Linked DNA regions of Bombyx mori: region 1 is linked to region 2. A link is a contact called in public Hi-C data. All regions are on one chromosome and are shown on one strand. Each heading gives the region's core, a stretch centred on a gene start, on an enhancer-like site or on the middle of the called end of the contact. The rest is flanking DNA. Distances are from core to core; before and after follow the strand shown. Region 1 overlaps LOC101744844 (proteasome adapter and scaffold protein ECM29). Region 2 overlaps LOC101741298 (treacle protein).

Region 1 (5,174 bases), core at 1,193-3,692, 700 kb before region 2:
GATTACATAGGGCAGCGTGCGTTGAGATTTAGTTTAGACAGTCAATAATTGTGAAAATTATTAAACTTTATTTGATGATGATTTTTAACATAAATCAGTTGTAAGTGATAAATGTTAGCAGCGCCATCTAGATGGGCTTCCGATATTTTGCCGATCGAGAGACATACCCCTGTTTACAACGCCTCAACGCACAGTTAACACTGTGGTATGTGGGGAATGTAAAACTTCACGTCTATATAAATCTAGTACCGATACGTATCTTAAGGAAGCGTCAGAACGCTACTTCGACAAAGCGGCGCGACACGAAACCCCTCTTATTGTTGCTGCGAATAACATAACCGACCGCGACGCGGCATCGCAAAGCTGCCAGCGCCCGAAACATGTCTTGTCGGATCCCCCGGATTTAGGTCCCTCAAGCGCCGGTCAAGAAGTTTGACGAGCAAAATAGCCCATAGCCCACTGAGTTTCTCGTCAGATCTTCTCAGTGGGTTACGATTTCGATCCGGTGCTAGATTCTGCGAAGCACTGCTTTTTCTAGGGCTAGTGTTAGCAAATTCTTTCAGGTTGCGGTCGTGAGCTCACCTACGTAGCCGTAGCTCACCGGGCGTAGCTGGAATAAGCTCTTAGGCTACCAGCGAATAAGTAGGGAAAAAATAAAGCACAGTCAGATGTTTTATAAAAGTAGTGATAACATAATCGTTTTGCTTTAATTAAAACCGCCTCCTATAAGTAGTCTGTTATCGCGTAACAATAACATTCAGCTTATTGATGTTTTCAACGTTTACAACTAGAGACCACGATCGAAAATCAATTTGATTTCCAGAATCGCAGAGACGATACCCCATTATTATTAATTAAGTAAATAGTTTTATACAGAATATAAATACGCACCCTGTGTCTCGTAGTCCTTTGGCCAGGCCTTGCCGAGCAGCTCGTAGGCCGCCTCCTTGAGCTCGGACAACTGTTCGCGTCGCTGCCTCACGCCCTCTATGTCGTCGTCGTCCGAATCTTTACCCACCGACGATTCGTCCTACGAATACGATAAAATACTTACAACCCTATTCGGATGAATTTAGGGATTCCTATTTTGTCGTTAAATTAATATTGTATTGGATTCTTTTATATGGAACTCTCTTGACATTTTTCTATTCAGTAGACGTCATTCGCGACTTGATATTAAGGGATCACCGAAAATTATAAATTTCATATTGGCACGAGTATTATACTACATAACTGACCACCACCATTTCAATCTAAGCAAAGATCAATATTTCTTAGGCTGTACTGAACACATCCCTTGACGTTCTCATGTCTGTGACATTGGCATTTAATAACGGCCCACCTGATAGTGATCGGTTACCATCGCCCATGGACATTAGCAATGCCAGGAACAGAACCAACCTGCTGCCTACCGTTAAGTACTCTCCACAAGCTTCGTTTGAAAAAGGACATGTCTTTTTTTTTATCCTACGTATTCTAGTCACATCGAAGGGTCATGCTAAATTCACCGGACGAGTAGGTCAGCTCACGGGGCTTTAACCAAAGGACGTTGCTAACACTAGCTCTCGCAAGGGTAGTGCTTCGCAGAATCTACCACCGGATCGGAAACGCGACCCACTGAGAAGATCCGGCGAGAAACACAGTGGGCTGTGTCTATGGGTCGGTATTGTAACGTCATGTCAGCTCACCTTGGAGAGTATAACTTTAACAATCTCATAGACTTGACTGAACCGATCGCAGTGCACGACGGAGAGCGCTTCGCCCAGCGCCGTGATGGCGTGCTTCTTGTACACCATGTCCTGCTTGCGGCACTCCGCCAGCAGCGCGTTCACGCACTCGTTGGCCAGCGCCGGAGATAATGGAGATTCCTTGTCTTTTATCCTGGGAAATTAACCAATTCTTATATATATTTTATATATATATAATTCTACTGTACGTGTGGATTCCACTGAACTCTTCCTAAACGGCTGGACCGATATGAATGAATTTTTTGTATGCGTTTTGGTGGCACCTTGTATGGTTTAGATTCATTCACAAATCAGCCCGGCAGATGGCGCTACAGTCGGTATCTAGGTTATTTATCTATGCTGCAACTAAACGGCTGGATCGACTCGAATGAATTTTTGTGTATGGATTCATTCATTCATTCATTCATTCATTCATTCATTCGTTTTGTGTATGCAGGACAACGTCTGTAGGGTCCGTTAATATACCGTTAATAATAGATATGCCAGTGGTGTTCATTCGTATCTATATAGAGATAGATATATAGAAATATATCTGGTCTGAATGAATACTACTGATATGTCTGGTCTGAATGAACACCACTAGTATATCTGGCCTGAATGAATACCACTGATATGTCTGGTATAGTATGGTCTGCATGAACTAAGAGGAGCATCACGGGAGCTACTCACGCGCACAGTGCGGCGAGCGCCTGCACCACGTTGTGCTTGCCGCTGTAGGTCTTGCCGTGTATGGCGGCCAGCAGCGAGCGCACGAACTGCTCCCTCTGCTCGCCCAGCCCCGCCGACAGCACCTTGCATATTGTCTTTATGGCGTTCGCCGCCTGCCGAGACAACGACGCTCCTGTTACTCGGGCTTGAATACAAACAACTTAAACTAACTATTGTTTTAAAAAATGTATTTGGTTATAGGTGATTATATTAAAAACGCGACAAACCAAGCGACATAACCCATCGTCAAATTTTCTGATAAAATGTAGTATACAGTAGGCGCGCGAGTTCATGTCCATCCTGAGGAGTGCGGTAGTGCTGTGACCTAGTTAATTAAGGTAATGTCGATAATAACCACCGATTTAGTCAACAGCTGTCAATTTGGTTTAATGTAACTTAAGATAATTTTGCAATTTAAGAAATAAAATAAATGTCATAACTAATTACTTGTTTATTTCTAGTAGTTTTTTTTTTTAATTCCAATTCAATCACTTTCAAATGAAAAGACCACCGACAGATCAGAGTCGGAATCAGTATGTATATTTTTTTCAGTAGGTTTTTTTCTATCTGAACTTGTTGGAAGCGGAGTAGTCATGGTTAAATAACACAATAGCGTTAGCGTAAATTTTCGATATCGATAAGCGTGCGTCACAACCGTCAAGGACAACACTCGACGTCAGACAGCTGCGGGGAGGCGGGCGAAGATGGGGCGAGCGCGTCGCCTCTGACCCCGATGGACATGACCTTGCGCGTACAGTAGTTAGTTATCTTTGTACCTAGTCAGGTCATAAGTATTGTCACACAGTAAAAACTTTTATTTTAGAATGCTGGCCACAAAAAAGTTTATTGAATTCGAATTTCGAATTGTTCATGAAAATAAAAATGTATACTTTTAGAATTTTACTCATTTTTAAATATGGAGTGGACGCTTAAAAAAGACCGTGTTGCAGTTATTGCGTTGCATCGTTGCGGTTACGCGCCAATTCAAATGTTTAACATACTGAAAAATTTGAATATAACCAAAAGATTCGTTTATCGTACCATCAAACGATACAATGAAAACTCTAGTGTAGATGACAGGTCAAGAAGTGGTCGCCCTCGGTCTGTTAGGACTCCAGCAGTGATAAAAGCTGTGAAGGCGCGAATTCAAATAAATCCCAAACGTAAGCAGAAACTGTTGGCCCTTCAGATGGGGTTAAGCAGAACTACGGTGAAAAGGGTGTTAAATAAAGACTTAGGGCTTCGGGCATATCGAAGAAAAACAGGACATCGTTTGAATGCTCGTCTAATGGACCTGAGACTGAAGAGATGCCGCGCTTTGTTGAAGCGGTACGCGGGAAAAAAATATCGGGAAATTCTTTTTTCGGATGAAAAAATTTTTACCGTAGAAGAGAGCTACAACAAACAAAATGATAAGGTGTACGCACACAGTAGTGAAGACGCGAGCAACCGTATTCCGCGTGTCCAACGAGGTCATTTTCCATCCTCGCTCATGGTATGGTTGGGAGTTTCTTATTGGGGCTCAACAGAGGTACATTTTTGTGAGAAAGGTGTAAAAACGAATGCAGTTGTGTATCAAAATACAGTCCTGACGAACCTTGTGGAACCTGTTTCTCATACCATGTTCAATAACAGGCACTGGGTATTCCAACAAGATTCGGCGCCAGCTCATAGAGCGAAGAGCACACATGACTGGCTGGCGGCGCGTGAAATCGACTTCATCTGGCACGAAGACTGGCCCTCCTCCAGTCCAGATTTGAATCCGTTACATTACAAGATATGGCAACACTTGGAGGAAAAGGCGTGCTCAAAGCCTCATCCCAATTTGGAGATCACTCAAGACATCCTTGATTAAGGCAGCCGCCGATATTGACATGGACCTCGTTCGTGCTGCGATAGACGACTGGCCGCGCAGATTGAAGGCCTGTATTCAAAATCACGGAGGTCATTTTGAATAAACTTTAGTGTCATAAGAATCTATGTTTTGTTAAGTTCATTTTGGTATATGAATGGTTACATAATGAATAAACTTGTTTCAATTATTTTACATTAAACATGTGACAGAATTTATGACCTGACTAGGTATATTACAATAACAAAATAGTTTATGATATTAATATGAAATGAATTCAACAACAATAAAACAAAATTGTAAATACTATTATGGCGGTGATGTTTTAAATGACCTGTATCTTCTTGGTCCAGCTGCTCAGGTTGAGAGCCCGCTCTATCTCAGTGCGTATGAGGGGCAGATGCTGTTTGATGCCGGTCTCTCGGCCCGGGCTGATGTCCATCCATAGGTCTTCGAATATCTCCGCTGTCGAGGGACAGATTACATTTAGATATTAGATCAGAAGCCATGTTAATAATAATTTTAGGGATGAGAGTACTTCAAATTTAGATTTAATAAAACAAGCCCCTGTAAACTGTCATCATCCGGCCTGGTTGTCTGGAAGCAGTCAAATGATCTTTTTTTTCGGAGGGAGGGAGGGATGACTGGTTCCAGTTTCACCAGGACAGAGGGGCCCTGGCTGAGCCCTTGCTCGCCCACCTGCCCTGGTAACACTGGAAAGGCTTCCGGGCCTCCAGTAATTCGGTCATAATAAAATGGCACGAACTCAGCTGGGAGGGGCGGGGGTAGATGTCTATAACAACTTAACATCTAGTTGGTTGTGACCTCGTCGACCTTATTACGCCACTTGGACGGCGTAACGCCTC
Region 2 (4,805 bases), core at 472-2,971:
CATTTGTCTTTTTTTTTAATTTAATTAATCAAGTAACATTGTTTTTTTTCTCTTGCATTGTAGTGTTAATTTCGTATTCAAGTTGCATTCTTTGTGCAGGTGTTGACTTTCTCCTACCCGCTAACACTAGCAGGAAAATGTTGCGTTGCTCTGAGTTATGTTATTATAAATTACAGTTTTCCGTAGCTATTTGAAATTGCATGATTAGTAAACTATACAATACAAATTTCACATATCGCATCTCCAATGACGAAATCATTTCTGTACAGTAAGCAAAAAAGTAACACTTGTTTTTTTTTTCCAAAAAAATATAGTAATAACTATAATCTCGCCAGTTCGTTGACCGATTGACAGTTAATTAATTTGTTTAGAAAGTATATATTATTATATATAAAGCATAAATTCGTAGATAGTGGATGTGGTAGCGTTCGACGTGTGCTGGGAACACGTATGGACACGTATCAGTATCGGTAGAGATCATGTCACGAGTCATACGCTATTAGCTCGGTGAGCGCTCGGGCGAACAACTTACCTGCAGCCAGACCGCGGTCTGCGGGACGGGAGGGGAGGGGTAGTACTGCCGGGTGACGGGGAGGGGTCGGGCCAGGGAGCGGGGGGTAGCGGGGCTGCGGGGAGGAGCCAGAGAAGCGGTAGTGAGGTTGTGTTGGTGTGGTTGCAGTTGGGTTGCGCGTTACACTGCATGCTCCGACCAAATCTTCACTTCACAGCGGCACCAGCGCCAACCACAAATCTACCACAAACGCCACACAGGAATAGGTACTAAACTATGTTTATTTCTCTTCATTTATGTGTTTTGTGTTGAGCACCGTGCGCCGCGTCCGTTTGCCAGAATAGAGATGCCTCTATTATGTGAAATATCGCTGAAGTCATCGTTTAGTATGCATTCTGGTAATTCACCGTTCTTTCAAAAAGCAACATTTTAATGCATTCTTTTGTGATTTGGTTTTGCCTATTTAAAGCTTCCGTTTTAATCTAATTCGACTACCTAGCATTCGGCCCTCGTAGTTAACTATTAACTTTTAACCGTTCACCGCAACGTTCACATCGACATCCTAGTGTGTCTTTATGACACGTTTCTGATCAGTAAATTTAGTTGAAATTGAATTCACGCTCATAAAATTTAAAATGTAAAAGTATCACCCCTGTAAATACATCATCCCGGCGAGCGTTCTGCATGATCGAAACGTGTGTTTTTCGATTTAAATTTCAGGTAGCACTAAGAAGTCCAACAAACACCGAACGAAGGCTCCCCAAAACGAAGAAACGACCGAAGAGAGCGGCTTAGACCTTTCGGACCTCGACTTGAGCTCGATTGAGTTTTCGGAAAAGGAGATGCGCGCGCTGTCCGGTCTCACGCCGGCGCTGTCCCGCCGTCTGCAGCGGCAACTGCTCGCCCACCTGCCGCCCGCCGCCGCGCGCTCCCTCCGCCGCACGCTCTCTCTGTCCGCACCCGCCGCGCCCGCCGCGCCGCCCACGTACGCGCGCAGCCACTCCGCCGCCGAACACGATTCCGAGACGCGACCTCCACCAGAACCAGAACCCGAACCCGAACTAGGGGAGAAGCCGGCGGACGTCGCGCGGCCCCAGTCCTCGACGTTACCGCGGCCGCGACGGCGCTCCGTGTCGCGCGAGCCCACTCCGACCAGCCCTCCCGTCGCCGACCCGGAGCCGGACTCGGGCCGCCGCGACCGCCCGCTCCTCAGCAAGTACCTGTCATTGGACGAACCTTACGCGTCGGACGGCTGCAGCATTCTGTCGGATCCGAGCTACGTGGCGGCGTACGGGCCGGCTCCGCGCCGACACTCACTCCGCCTCACTGGAGACCAGCCCCGGAAGCGATACTCTAGATTCTTACGTTCTGATTTTTTCGATTCGCCGGCGGACGAGAGCGTTTACGTTAAACATAAAAAAGAGAAAGAAATGGAGACCCAAAAAATACTTCGAGAAATTCGAGAAAAGAGGAGATCGCAAGAGGTGACGTCCCCGAAAGAAGGGTACGATTTACCAGAGGCCTCTCTTTTGTCGCGAGAAGATTCCCTCGGGTCCCGAAAAAGTCTTTCACCTATTAGCGTGCTGTCAAACAAAGACCGCAGTAGGTCCGCAACTCCATTCTTCCCCATCCTGGACAACATTAAGGAAACCGCCGCCGACGCATCGTTAACATCGAGAACGCAAATTCCGGGTGACCTTAAGCAAAAACCTCGTTTTGATGAAACTTCAATTAGTAAAGAATCGAGACTGACTAGACCCAAGAGCTATCCCATCAAAACATTAGACTCGATTGATGAGCCAGATGAACATAAGGTATCGGAGAACATAGCTAACAAACAGAATGAAAGTGTAGATCGAACCGCTTCTAAAGAATCTAAACTTATCAGACCAAAGAGCTACCCCGCCGGCAGCCCGTCTCCCGAGAAAGTGTACATTAGTCGTAATTTAAAAAAAGACGAAACGAAAACTGTGAAGGACGAAGCACCTGCTGATTTGAAATCTGATGTGGAAGTCAGTTTTAGTATAACTTTGCCTAAAAAGGTAAAAACTGATCCTTCGACAAAGACAGAATCGGTCAGTAACAAACCTTTACAAATGAACGTTAACGCTGATGGTAAAGGGGCCACAACAGACGCGGCAAGTAGCCTGATTATAAAGAAGTATCAGGTAGTCAAGGAAGATAACGTTATTAATCCTGAAAGCAATGATAAAAAAGTGAAAAATGGCACTATTGTACCCAACGCCAGTTCAAATGAAGTTGCTGTTAAATTAGAAGATATAATCAAAAATAAATCATCGAACAATGTCCAAAAGGGGGACTCTAATAAATCGATTGAAAGTGATTCCGGTGAAAAGAAAACTACCACGAAGAAAAAGATAATACGGAAAGTTTCTTCGAAAACAAAGACTGATATTGCAAACAGCCAAGACACGGGTGAAGCTAAAACGACTACCGAAAAGAAAAAAGTTACCAAAAAAGTAAAAGAAAAATCTGATGAGGATTCCGTGAAAACCACTATTCCTAAGAAAAAATCTGTTCTGCAATCAATAGGTCATAAACTAGAGAAACTGACCACAAACAAATCTAGTTCTCCCGAGAAAACGGCGGACACCACTACAGCCAGTGATAAATTAAATCGTACAAAATTAAGTAGATTGCAACGAGAGCAGTCTGTGCCCGTGAGTGCCGAGCCTCCCAATGAATCCAACCTCATTAAAAGAGCAGTTACTTTGACCGATGTAGCGGCTTTAGACAGTCCAAATACAAATAACAAAACGACAGTCTCCAAGGTTTTGGGTCTGTTTAAAAAGTTCGAATCCAAAGATAAAACAAAACTTTTGGAATCATCGCAAAACAAAAAGTTGTTCGAAATTGATGAAAACGGTCACAATAACGACTCATTGAGTTCAACAGTCTCTGAAGCTATCGACAAACCGCGCCGGCCGACTTCCTTACTTCTGAACGGTCTGGGTCGCAAGAATAAATGTGTTCGAACGTCCAGCGACAGTGTTACTGCGCTGCCAACCGAAGACGACGATCAAACTGTACTTAAAAAAGAATACGACCCCAAACACAGAAACAGTTTAAAATTAGATTTCTCCAGATTGCCAAGAGTTAAAAAAATAGTTCCTACCAATCCTGTGATAGAACCGCAAATAATCAATTTTTCCTCGAACGACAACGAAACTGAGAAAAAGGATGCACATATGAAATACAACCTTCTCAACAAAGAGATTAGCACAAACGTTGACAACGCCAACACACTGAGCCGCAGTCGATCGAGAAGCAGGTCAACGGTTTCAAACTCTGATATTAAATCTGACAATAGCGGCGATATTAAATCGATATCCAAAAATCCAGCATCGCCCTCCGACAATAACACATCTTCTGTCCATCCGCTGCGTAGTACGGAATCTGTAACGCCAGAAACCGAGGACATCGTCGATAGAATACGACGAAAGAGTTTTTATTCGAGATTCAATGAAAAGAAGCAACGACGAAAAAGTAGTTTGGTCGGGCCCGGAGCCGCCGAGTACGATCCGATCGCTCGGATACACGCCGCCCCATCCGACAACAAGTACGACGCGTCGCCCTCCTCCCCGGCCGGCTACGATATATCCCCGGGACTCTCCATATCATCAGATCTATCTCCCTCCACGGACCGGTACAGATCGCTTCTCAGCGAAATGCCCGTCAGTCCTAGGAGTAGCCGATTTGATAGTAGCGGACTTAATGATAATAAAATTGATACGTACAGATCTCTCGACCGTAACGACTTTCGGAAATATCCGAGCAGTCGAAGTTACTTAGACTACGAACAGCCGCTGTCGTTTGGAGCTTCTAGATATTCCAGGACGAAATCGTTATTGGAGAACTCGGAGGGACCAGACGATGCCGCGCTCGCGCACTCGATCAGAGATCCGCATAAATACAACAGAACCCTGTCCATGTACTCGCCCGGCAACTATGCTACATATCGGCCCATGAGGACGCGTAATCCCGCGATCATGTTGAAAGAGAGCGAAAAAGAACCGAGCCCCGAAAACATACTGGATAAAATAAGACAGAGGAAAAAGATTTCGATCAGTGTGACCAGAAAACCCGACGAAAAGGAAACACTACCAAGGTGTGTATGTTTTTGTTTTAAATGTCACGTAAATAATTCTCTATAACTTCCGATAATAATACAGTTTACCATGTGCACGCTTCACGCTTTCTATTAAATTTTACCGCACTAATGCTTCGTCCTCAAAGTGTACATTGTCCGACGTTCATGTACAGCGGTCAAACG

The links. Hi-C and Micro-C count contacts between places; a contact is called where the count stands out from the background.
Region 1: a contact with region 2 is called in a Hi-C map of whole pupa, with 2.6 times the contacts expected there. The contact joins two enhancer-like sites. A contact is called at or near these places in 2 of 7 Hi-C or Micro-C datasets (posterior silk gland and whole pupa).

What each region holds. Positions count from the first base shown.
Region 1 is chr22:13,489,304-13,494,477 of ASM3026992v2, reverse strand. It overlaps LOC101744844 (proteasome adapter and scaffold protein ECM29), which reads right to left. Exons shown (of 38, transcript XM_062675022.1): 31 at 4,643-4,773; 32 at 2,418-2,569; 33 at 1,689-1,881; 34 at 892-1,030. Among protein-coding and RNA genes, the nearest start is that of LOC101743503, 25 kb to the left of the region's middle. Within about 2 kb of position 2,442, at least 2 of the 8 cell types and tissues checked have open chromatin away from gene starts, as enhancers often do.
Region 2 is chr22:12,785,112-12,789,916 of ASM3026992v2, reverse strand. LOC101741298 (treacle protein) reads left to right here. Exons shown (of 27, transcript XM_062675015.1): 26 at 1,232-4,640. Among protein-coding and RNA genes, the nearest start is that of LOC101739960, 17 kb to the right of the region's middle. Within about 2 kb of position 1,721, at least 3 of the 8 cell types and tissues checked have open chromatin away from gene starts, as enhancers often do.